3 separate regions of the Sus scrofa genome follow, and all the other regions are linked to region 1. Evidence: chromatin contacts called from public HiChIP or PLAC-seq and promoter capture Hi-C data. All regions are on one chromosome and are shown on one strand. Each heading gives the region's core, a stretch centred on a gene start, on an enhancer-like site or on the middle of the called end of the contact. The rest is flanking DNA. Distances are from core to core; before and after follow the strand shown.

Evidence for each region. Promoter capture Hi-C pulls out the DNA fragments that hold promoters and counts their contacts. HiChIP or PLAC-seq counts read pairs in DNA pulled down with a chosen protein or histone mark.
Region 2: a promoter capture Hi-C map of liver shows a contact between it and region 1, with 4 times the contacts expected there. The contact joins the promoter of LOC110255736 here to the promoter of DISP1 in region 1. A contact is called at or near these places in 2 of 5 promoter capture datasets (fetal liver and liver) and 1 of 47 Hi-C or Micro-C datasets (liver).
Region 3: a contact with region 1 is called in an H3K27ac HiChIP or PLAC-seq map of skeletal muscle. The contact joins the enhancer-like site here to the promoter of DISP1 in region 1. A contact is called at or near these places in 1 of 5 promoter capture datasets (fetal liver), 6 of 47 Hi-C or Micro-C datasets (adipose tissue, mesenteric adipose tissue, omental adipose tissue and 2 more) and 2 of 2 datasets of contacts at active chromatin or transcription factors (alveolar macrophages and skeletal muscle).

The regions. Positions count from the first base shown.
Region 1 is chr10:11,524,375-11,528,092 of Sscrofa11.1, forward strand. It overlaps DISP1 (protein dispatched homolog 1), which reads left to right and starts at 1,979. Exons shown (of 8, transcript XM_021064356.1): 1 at 1,979-2,042.
Region 2 is chr10:11,312,653-11,316,370 of Sscrofa11.1, forward strand. It overlaps LOC110255736, which reads right to left and starts at 2,078. Exons shown (of 7, transcript XM_021065090.1): 1 at 2,032-2,078; 2 at 934-1,376. The coding sequence starts at 2,078. It overlaps HHIPL2 (HHIP-like protein 2), which reads right to left. Exons shown (of 10, transcript XR_002336124.1): 10 at 3,195-3,718. TRNAT-UGU (a tRNA gene) reads left to right here and starts at 724; the gene lies at 724-796.
Region 3 is chr10:11,721,899-11,725,616 of Sscrofa11.1, forward strand. No RefSeq gene overlaps it. Among named protein-coding and RNA genes, the nearest start is that of WDR64, 110 kb to the right of the region's middle. Within about 2 kb of position 1,628, at least 8 of the 83 cell types and tissues checked have an H3K27ac peak or open chromatin away from gene starts, as enhancers often do. A contact at or near this core is called in skeletal muscle, where this site is marked.

The sequences.
Region 1 (3,718 bases), core at 729-3,228:
GGAATATTTAAGGAATCTTGCTTTTGTGCAGTATAGGGTTGCCAGATTTAGCAAACAGAAATGCAGGAAGCTCAGTTAAATTTAAATTCCAGATAAGTAATACGTAATTTCTTATTAAAAGTAGGTTCCATGCAATATTTGGGGACATACTTACACCAAAACAAACAAACAAAAATCTGAAATTCAAGTTTAATGGGGTGTCTTGTATTTTTATCTGGCAACACAATGTTCAGGGTGCTTTCCTGGGCAGTGAGGTCTGTCTCAGGATGAAAACTGAGAGGACTCAGAAATAATCTTCAATGATTCTGTCTACTCAGGGGAGTTACAAACAGCCTATGGATAGTCTTTGATTTTTAAAGTTTTTAAGAGAATGTTAAAAATGAAGTAATTTCTCAGCAATTAATCAGGATATTTTATAGAGATGTCACCTTCCTCTTTAAGACATATATCCATTGTTTTCACAGGGAAAGTTTTGGCTCAATCCTCCCAGCCTGTAGCTAATTTCTTCTTGGGAAAGAAATGTATATCATGGAGACTCAGAGCTGAAAATTCAGCCTATTGCTTTACCTGCCGGTGTGATTTTTCAAGTTAGGAGTAGAACTGTGTGTCTATTTCAATTGCCAAACCAGGGAGGCAAATTTTTATTGAGGAGAAACACACATCCTCACCCACACAAACCCCACATACCTCACACCACACGTATACATTCTCATTCTTTCAAAGACACACCTGCTACATGATTGGGTTATTTCATGTAGCACCACAAATGGACTTCTAACCTTCCCATTGGGAGAAAGCCAAAAGCCATGTCCAGAGGTGACATTGTGCCCTCTAAGTATAGACTTTCTACGTGATGTCCATTCTTCCTTTCCTTTTACTGTCATCCTCCCTCCATGTAGTGCAACATAGTTTGTTGTTGGCAAAAGCAAAAGAAATGAAGGAACAATTTTTGTATCATTTCTTTTTAAAATGGAAAAATGGGGCTGGGTGTGCAAGAGGATATTTATTAGGCAGTATTAGCAAGCAAGGAAATAGAGGCAGCAAACAGCCTCATTAGTCTAGTGGGAATGCAGTCTTCATTCATTCCATGGTTCCCTGTGGCTTCAGCTTGCAACTCGGTTGGGGTGATGTGCCCAACCGGCAACCTGAAGGGTCCAGGCCCTAGTGGTCCTGACTTTATATAGCTGCTGCAGCTAACCACTGTCTTAACATCTCAGCATGGCAGTTGAGAATGCACCCTCACAAGTAAAATGTTCTAGCCATGATCTTTCAAGTTCTTACTTTTCTTTGGTGAATAGGTCAGTCATCCTTTTCAACCTCGTAACTCAGTGTTTCATCAGTTGCCCTAGAGATAGGCATTGATTCCCTGCTGCATGGAGTCTAAAGTTCAAATTCCTTAGCATAATGCACAACAGTCTTCCTGATCCGGCTTTGCCTCCTCTCCTAGCTTCCTCTTGTCTCTGCGATCTCAGACCTTGCTAAATTAACTGTACCCTCCTCCCCCTCTCTGATCAAGCCAAACTCCCACTGTCTGGCATCCTTCTCCTCTGCCTGCACTTCCCCACCTTATCTGACCTTTAATTCTTATTCATCATTTATTCAGTCTCAGCTGAAGAGCCATTATCTCTGGAGTCTCTTCTCAGCCCAGCTCCCTACACCCCACCACTGCCTTCAGCAGGGCCATAGTTCCTGTAATGCTGGATGATTTCATTGCACTTGTTTGCCCCTATATCTGTCCTTAGCCTATGCTTTCCAAGGGACAGGTCGCTGTTTGATTTACTCTCTGCCTGATTCATTGCCTCCCTAGCTCCGTAAGATAGGGGCGTTCTTCTCTTTACAGCCTAGTTGTTTCCTGAATGATATACAGCAGGTGATAAAAATTTGGATTAAGGTATGAAGCAATACCGCCTTGTGCTGTGATTAACCTCTGTTTATATTTATGTCAACTCTCAACTAGATTGCGAGGGCAAGGGTCAGTGTCTGAGTCATCCTGACCCTCTAGGGCTTGGGAGCAGAGCAAACCCCTGGTCAAGCGGCTGCAGGTAGGTTGGCTGATCCGCTGAAAAGGGAAGCAGCAGAAGGACACCTGGAAACCCGCCCCTTCGAAGTCCTTCTGCTCCCGCCCGGTTGCCTGCGAGCCCCCTGGCCCCAACCCTCCCTGCGCTCCAGCGCCGACAGCCCAGCGCCCCACCGGCCGGCGGCGGGAGGGGCGGGACTTCCGGTCCCTCGCCAATGCCTTCCGGTGCGAGGCGGAAGCCGGCTCCCGGTCCGGATCGGAGCCGGAGAGTCTCAGGCACTGGTCTTCGCGGTGGATGCTTTTCGGCGCCGCCGCAGCCCCGCGCCGCGGGACGGGGAGACCGGGTAGGCACGGGAGAGTCGGGACTCCCCGCGCGGGCAGAGGGAGACTCGGGACCCCAAGGTTTGAGGCAGGGGACCAGGATCGGGGGCCGGGGAGCCCAGAGGGCAGCCGCAGGGGGCTGGGGTGGGAGGCACCCGGGACCCTGAGGCCGAAGAGGCCCCGGAGGGGAGGGGGCGGCGGGTGACACCGGGCGGGATGCATCTCGAAGGAAGGCGGTCCCGCTTGGGGAGTGTCCGGGACTTGGCAGGTTGTCTGCGAGGCCGGCTTCTAGGGGAGGCTGGAGGGGAGGGTCCTTCTCCGAGGGTCCTAGAGGAGAAGGACGTCCTGACCTAACGCATCCGAAAGACGACTAGTCACCTCTTGGATGCTGAACTCGTCTTGCTTCATTTGCAATTGATGCTGGCTCTTTAAGGGAGCGTTTTACAAATTATTTATTCATTTTTTACCCGTGCGGATTTCGGGGAAAAATGTTACATGCCCAGGGAAAACTTGAACTCTTTCTCACCCAGGTCCAACTTAGGCTACATTTCTTTGTCAACAAGATCGTGCTTTAAAGTTGTCTTCATACAAGTAAGCCATGCAAAGTTTTCTTTTTGGAATCTTCTCTGCCCTGCAGAGTTTAGGTTGTCTTATTTTCTTTGTCATGGAATGAACTTCTAAATGCGTTTGGAATTACAGTGATAATTACATGGCAAATCAGTGACGTCACGTTTGCAGTTGCAGATCGTTGTTTTTCTGCCTGACTTTCTGATACATTTTTACCAAAAGTTACCCTATTGTGTTTAGTATTTGAGGGCAATTTTAGATTAGGGTGCAACCAGTTACTAGTAATTTTGGATTTACTGTTATTTTTTATTTCTGCTATAAGGAGGACATATATATTTGCCCTTGACAGTTTTTTAAAAAGTATTGATAATCCACGATCTGTTGTTATATATACATTAGCGCATTTTGTTTTCCTTATTGGACATCATGTAGTATGTAGGCTTGCTTTTATCATTGTCAAAGGTAATTAGTAACTTTATTTGCTACGTTTTATTAATGTTTAATTGATGGCAATTAATATGTACTTTCTAATCTACATCATATAGTGTCTCACTTCTGTGAAATTGCAAAGACTCCTTTAGCTTTAGGTAGATGGCAAATTTGGATTTTTATCACAACTGGTCAAGGTAGCTAGGAAGAGCCCTAACTTGTTATTGGTGGGGGTGATGTCTGATGATTGAATCATTTGCTTGTTTCAAGTGTTTATTTGTTTGTTTGTTTTGTCTTTTTAGGGACACTCCCACGGCATATGGAAGTTCCCAGGCTGGGGGTCGAATTGGAGCTGCAGCTGCTGGCCTATACCACAGCCACAGC
Region 2 (3,718 bases), core at 828-3,327, 210 kb before region 1:
TTCTAACCTGGAGAGAATAAACGTAATAATAAACACATTGTCCAGCAGGAAAGAAAGTTGAGTAGTTGGGGGCAAAGGGGCCGGATAAGGAGGGTGGTGCCGCGTTAAATGGGGGAGGGGGTGGTGAGAGAAGAGTCTTGATGAGAAAAGGAATCTGAAGGAGGTCAGGGAGAGAAGCCTCCAGACCTCTGGGAGCGCGTGCTTGTCATCCTCTCCTTCAGGCAGTGATGGATCGTTTACACAGGAGAGGGAACAGAGCGCTACCTACTCACTGTACCTCTACCATCGGGTAGGACGTGCGTACTCAAAAATGTGTGGAATCAATTAATTCATCCTCAGTCGATTACTTATTTCAGTTACGGGTACCAAAGATACTCCCCCATAACTTCCCTCTAAGTACAAAACTTGATACAATTTGTCATACAAACAACAGACTGGAGAACTTTTTAAGACGTAAAGGTACCATTCATGCACCATTAGAACAGTATTTCATTTTTGCACTTTCCCTTTCAGTAATTATCTGTATGCATAATGTATCGTCGGTATGAATTCGTGTTTGGTAATCATAAACATACAATTTTGAGATTCGGCTTTTTTTTCTGCTTATTACGTTGTCTTTACAATTGTCCGAGATAGTGGACGCCGAGGGTCAGTTAATTGAGACTGCCGGAAAGCAATGTTACTTCCAATGTCCTTGAATTACAGCGCGCCAGGTAGTGAGCAGGCTCCATAGCTCAGTGGTTAGAGCACTGGTCTTGTAAACCAGGGGTCGCGAGTTCGATCCTCGCTGGGGCCTCATCTGCATTTCCGCTTTTTTTAAAAAACCATCCCGCGTAAATACGCACCAGGGATTCCAAAATGAAACAGTGATTTCTAAAAAACGGTACTTCTGGCAGGACTTAGTCCTGAAATATAAATCACGAACATGCTTACCGTGCCTCAGAGCGACCCGGAAGAGAAAATCCTGGAACGCCGCGAAGCAGGAAAAAAAGAAAAATGGTCCACGGTGGCCGGCGCTACCCGAATCTGCGGCCAGAGCGCCGGAAGAGAGGGCGCAAGGCGCCGGGGGCTCGTTTTCAAAGCCCTGCAAACCCAGACCCCGCGCCGAGTTACGAAAGGCAGAGGGCGGCGACGCGGGGACCTCGACGGCGCGCGGCGCGCGGCGCGGGTGCGCGGGGCGGGCGGGACGTGGCTGCGCCTGCAGTGACGCCGCGCGGCCGCCTGGTGGCGCTGGAGCCCGGCTCTCGCTGGCCCGACCCGCGGCGAGGGCGCCTCCAGACCCTGTTGCCGGGCCCAGAGATTGGCCCGCGTGGCCTGGACGAGGACACGTGGCAGCTTGGCGTTCAGAGCCCAGCTTGGCGCCACCATCCTGCCCCCTACGAGAGAAAGAGGGAGCGATTCCCCGAAATAAACGGGCCCGGGCTGCGCGGGAAGCCAAGGTTTGCAGTTTTTACCCTGAATTCCCGAATGCTGGGTGACTATAGTCACCAGTGCCCTTTCTTTTCTGTTTCTTTTTTTAAGGGCCACGAGTGGCATATGGGAGTTCCCAGGTGAGGGGTCGAATCAGAGCTACAGCTGCTGACCCACGACACAGCAATGTAAGATCCGCGCTGCATCTGCTACCTACACCACAGCTGGTGGTAACCACGGATCCTTAACCTACCGAGAGAGGCCAGGGATCAAACCCGCATCCTCATGGCTACTAGTTGGGTTTGTTTCCGCTGAGCCACAACGGGAATTCCCCAGAGCATTTTCTGAATACAGAAATTGTCCGCACCCAGGATGTTTTGATAAAGGACTGTCTATAAACTAGCCCCCTGCCACATGAAACCATTGAGTGCCTGAAATGTGGCTATTCCAGATTGAGATTTGCTGAAATAAAATACACATTGGGTTTAGAAAATTCAGTACCAAAAAAAAAAAAAAAAGAATGTCAACTATCCCATTAGTAATTTTTAATCAATTACATATTGAAACAATAATACCATAATATACAGGATTAAATAAATTGTGTAATTGCATTAATTTTACCTTTTTTTGGCTACTAGAAAAATTTTAATTAAATGGGCGGCTCCCATTTGCAGCTCTCATATGGGGCAAGTTCAAGGATCCCGAGTCTCATGACCTTGAGTTCAAGTTAATGCTTAACAGTGCTTACAGCAGGTAAGCCTTTCATCTCTTTGGGTCTCCCAGAGCCTGTACTGTGCCTGGCAAGCTGTAAGCATGGCACTTGTTGAGACGAAATCAAGTATCTCCCCCAGCATAACCCAAACTCCACAAAAAACAAGAGAATGTATTTCTTAATCTGGGTTCTTTTGAGGATGATGTGACTGGGACAATTTCTTGGCTTGCAAGATTTTAGCTCTGGATCCTAAAACCCTGGCATTTTTGGTTTTGTTCCATTAAGTCAAATTGCCTATATTCTTCCGGGTACTCTGCAGAATCTGGAGAACTTGTTGAAGCTCTTAGCTCTGTCATTCCTCAAGTACCAGGTTAAAAGCCACCACCCTCCCTGGGGGCCCCCAGAGAGGCTGACAGGGGCGTTGGTTCAAGTCCAGCTGAACAATTCCCCGCTCCCTTGCTGCCGTGGTCCAGGGCAAGTGGCCTAACCTCGCCAGGCCTCACTTCCCTGATCTGCAGCAGAAGTGATGGGGCAACACGCAAGCAGCAAGGTTTTGAGGTTTTGGAGAGTGGATATAAACTTAGCACATAATAGGTATGCAACCTGTAGTCATGTTTGCTATGCTCTCTGCCCCGCAGAACAGTAGGCGCCAGAGGACCTGCCTTTATTCATACCCTCGCTTCAGTGAGGGCGAAGGAGACATCCATTTTAGAGGAGCTCTCCCCCAAAGGCATCACTACAAGCCCCCTCTTAGACCTGAGATGAGGCTTGGGAGTGACACATGGCTCTTAGGCAAACTGGGTGAAGCACGGCAGATTTTTTTTTTTTTTTTCTTTTCTGTCTTTTTCGGCCACCTGGGCATAGGGAGTTCCCGGGCCAGGGATCAAATCCCAGTCGCAGCTGCGACCTAGGCCCCGCTGGGGCAACTGGATCCTTTAACCTGCTGTGCCTGGCCAGGCTCAGAACCTGCGTGCTGGCCCGCAGAGACGCTGCCGAGCCCCTGCCCCACGCGGGAACTCCACGTCCCATTTCTTACCACCAGGCAAGCATCCAGGAGATCAAACACTCCGGGTCCATTTGAGCAAGTGTTGATTTATTGCCTTAGGTCACGGGCACTTACAAACAGGGACACACAGTGGACTTCCAAGCGGGTTTACAGACTGGCAAACAGGCAGCCAGGTAGCCTGGCAACATGGGCTTTGGTCTCGCTGCAGAAGCGGACATGGGGCATCCGGTCAGGTCAGAGGACAAGGTTCTTGAGGAGAAGACCACTGCGCAGCCCAAGGTCAAGCTCTCACCACTGGTCCTCGCCTGCACCCCAGCTTCCCAGGTGTCTAAGGTCATGTGCAGCAGCAGCAGCAGCAGCAGCAGCAGTTCCCCAGGGGCAAACTGGAAGCTCATCCCCTGACCCACCACCTTGACGGAAGCATCAGAGGGAGGCTCCTGCCAGCTCGCTGCCGCTGTGCCCCTCTGCCTGGGGGGGTCTTGGGGCTCTGCTTCCTCCTCCCCTGGGGGCCTGGGGACCACACTCGCTTCTTTGCCCCAGGCCGAGGAAACGGCTTCCTGCTGCTTGTGGGGGAAGCTGGCTTCTTGGAG
Region 3 (3,718 bases), core at 378-2,877, 200 kb after region 1:
CTGGATGGCATGGGGTTGGTGGGCTTCTTATCTGGGCCGCCATCAGGTGCAGAGGTGAGGAGGCCTTGGGTGGAGCGTCAGGGCCTGTCTTCTGTGGAAACGGACAGAGGACACAGTATGTTTGTCCTCACAGGGTGCCTGGGGCCCTTGCTCACCACCATCCTGCTTGCTGGTCCCTCCCTCCGGCTCCCTGTCCCTGCTTTCACACACGCTAAAGGCCCTGTGTGTCCACACCCTGGGAAAAAGTCCTGGGAAGTGGGTGCTTGGAGTCGGGTGGGAAACACACGGAGGTGGGGGTGGGGGAGGAGGAGGGATGCTTCCTTATCTGGGGCCGGAGCAGGTGGAGAGAAGGAGATGGAAGACTCCCGGGCCCTGGAATTCCTGAGCTCGGCGTTTCTTTGTGACTGGAAAGGCGGGGTATCCTGACATTGACCAGCGACATGGGCCCGGCTCCACGTCTTTTCCAGACCCACAGTCAGAAGGGCTGGACGCGGGCTTTGTCCCATGGACTGGAGGCCAGGCCACTCCTGGGACAGAGCAGAGGGAGAGGGCCTGGCAGCCCTGGCCCCTCACAGTGACACCTGAAGCCCATCCCTGGCTCTGGGCAGTGAGTGCAAGAGCGCTGCTCGCCTCCTTGGGCCACGTGTGACCTGGGTCCAGGTGGACATCCTCCAGGACACACACAGGCTTGTTCTTCATCATTCAGAAGCAATGGCTTCCCCGTGAGGCAGGAACACGAATGAGGGGCAGTCAGGTCACAGATATGGCGCCGATCGGACCCCGTGTTGCTGTGCCTGTGGGGTAGGCAGGCAGCTGCAGCTCTGATTCAACCCCTAGCCTGGAAATTCATATGCTGTGACCCTAAAAAGAAAAAAGAAAAACAAAGAAAAAAAAAACCCATGGCTCTGATGATTGAGGAACTGAATTTTGAGTTTTAATTTATTTCCTCCTCAGTGGCTCCACGTGGCTGGTGCTGCCGCAGTGGCCCCTCTGGCCCAGGCTTCAGCAGAACCACAGCAGCCTGGTGAGAAGCAGATGCTTGGAGCCTGGGATCCCACAGGTCAGGAGAGTGGGTTGATGAGCCACCCAACTGACTCAGGGGCCACAGCCGTCTGCCCCTCCCGCCCTCCCCCCTGCACCCCACCCCCGGCCTCGCTGAGCTGGTTAAGGATCCAGTATTGCCATGAGCTATGGCGTAGGTCGCCAACCCAATCATGCAATGCTGTAGCTTGTGGCTATGGCGTAGGCCGGCAGCTGCAGCTCCTATTCGACCCCTAGCCTGGGAAGGTGCAACCATAAAAGGCAAGGAAAAAATAATAATTAAAAAACCTCTACTGAGCTTATCTGCCTGTCAGGCACACAGCTAGGCCCTGGCAGGCTGGATGGACCTGGTCTCTCTTTAAGGGCAGCAGGAAGCCACCCTGCCCTGCCCTGTGGCTCCCTTACCCCCGCCCCATTCAAACAGTGAGTTCCACCATAGGCCGTGGCCATGGGCCCCCGGCCCTCACAGCACCAGCCCCTGACCTGAGACTAGCAGGTGTTTCCCAAGCACTTCCCACAGCTTCGCTGTCCCCAGCAATTCCTGGGCCGTCACCTGACCTGGCCAGGGTCTGTCTCAGAGCTCAGAGTCTCCCCAGGTCCCGCTTCCCAGGGAGGCAGCTGCCCCTGTCCATCCCCAGCCGCCTGGTTGGCCTCCCAGAGGCTCTGTGAAACTCACAAGGGTGGGAAGACAGATCGGGGGGTCCCTGGGAGCAGGAGGAGGCGGTGGAGAGGGAAACGGGCAGCAGCAGGGGGCCAACCCAGAGCCTCAGTGGCAGCCGGGCTATAGAGACCAGGCCAGAGCCTAGGCCAGCCTGGGGCGACCCTCCTCTCCCTCTGCAGGGGCTGGGCCACAGCCAGCAGCATCTCACCACTGCATCCTTGGGGGTGGGGTGTTGGGAGGGGAGGTAGGGGGGGCTTTTTGCCATGACAGGCTGGGACTGGGCCTTGATATGAGAAACAGCTGGGGCCCCAGGCATTCGCACTTGTTCAGATTTCACACTGTTGTGCCTGAGGATTTGCAGGAAGGAGAGGCAGATCAGATGCTGCCGTCATTAGAGGCTTATCTCCCGGCCTCGGTCCGGCCCTTTCCTCCTTCCGGCTCCTCTCCTCACCCCCAGAGACATAGGCGCTGGGCCCACCCTTCCTTTGGGAGCGCCAGGCAGCCGCAGCTGCTGTGAGTTTCAGCCTGCAGGACGTGCCTCTCTGAGTTTAAGCCTGAAGCTCCAGGCCCCATGTAGTCAATGGTTCAGGCAGCCAGGTGGGCTCTGGGTAGTCCCTGGAGTAAATGTTGGGTGCCACCAACCAACCAGAGGCATCTGGGTCCACTTGGGGTGGGAGCATCTGAAACACTCTGGGTTTGGGCCCTTTGAAATGCATTGTCGGAGTTCCTGCTGTGGCGCAGTGTGTTAAGAACCCCACTGCAGCAGCTCGGGTCACGGAAGGCATGGGCACAGGGGCTTAAGGGATCCAGCATTGCTGTAGCTGCCATGTAGGTCACAGCTATGGCTTGGATTCAGCCCCTGACCCAGGAACTTCCACATGCCGCGGGTGCAGCCATAAAATGAAAAAAGTAAAAGATTCAAACATTGAAATGCATTCTGTTCCTTGAATTACTTCATATATTCAGACGGGCGTGACTGAACCCTACCTTGTGGGGGGCGCAGTGCTGAGCCAGGCTGTGACCTCGCCCCCAGTCTCATGAGAAGGTCATCAGAGTGTGAGAGGCCCCAGCTGGGCTGTGCACAGGGCCGGCCCCCACAGCTCCAAGTTTAACCTAGTGCCTTGTTCTCCAAAGGCATCCGTGGACCAGCAGGAGCCGCAACATTTTGGTACCTGTTTGGTGCCATGAGCTGTGGTGTAGGTCGCAGATGTGGCTCGGATCTGGCGTTGCTATGGCTGTGATGTAGGCCAATGGCTGCAGCTCTGATTGGACCTCTAGCCTGGAAACTTCCATATGCCGTGGGTGTGGCCCTAAAAAGGAAAAAGATCCCAGGGTGATTCTAAAGATCCCAGGATGAGGAGGAGGGGGGATGAGGAGAGACGAGGTGGGGCAGGGGTGGACGAGGGCTGAGGCTCTTTCCTCCTGTTCCCCTAACTGGTCTCCTGTTTCCAGTCCTGGATCCATTCTCCCCAGTCAGGGGGGACTGTCTAAATCCCAGACCTGGGGGTATCCCGACCTCAGCACCTCTAGCTTGAAAACTAAAGGAAAGGAGGAAGCCTGGTCTTCCTGGGGGAGGGGCTCAGACAATTCTGTTCCCAGTAGAGCTTTGTCTTCTGATTGCAATAGGAGTTCCTGCTGCGGCACAGTGGATCGCTGGTGTCTGGGGAGCGCTGGGACACAGGTTCAATTCCCAGCTGGGCACAGTGGTTAAGGATCTGGTGTTGCTGCAGCTGCAGCTGAGGTTGCACCCATGGCTCAGATCTTTCAGGTCCCTGGCCCGGCAACTCCATATGCCGAGGGGCAGCCAAAAAGAAAAAATAAATAAAAGTAATAAATAAGGGAGTTCTCAGTGACTCAGTCACTTAAGGAGCTGATGCTGTGGCCACAGCAGCTCTGGCATAGGTTGCTGCTATGGCACAGGTTTGATCCCTGGCCTGGAACTTCCACATCTCATGGGTGCAGCCAAAAAAATACATAAATAAATAGGGAACACGGTGAAGTACAGAAAAATAGAAA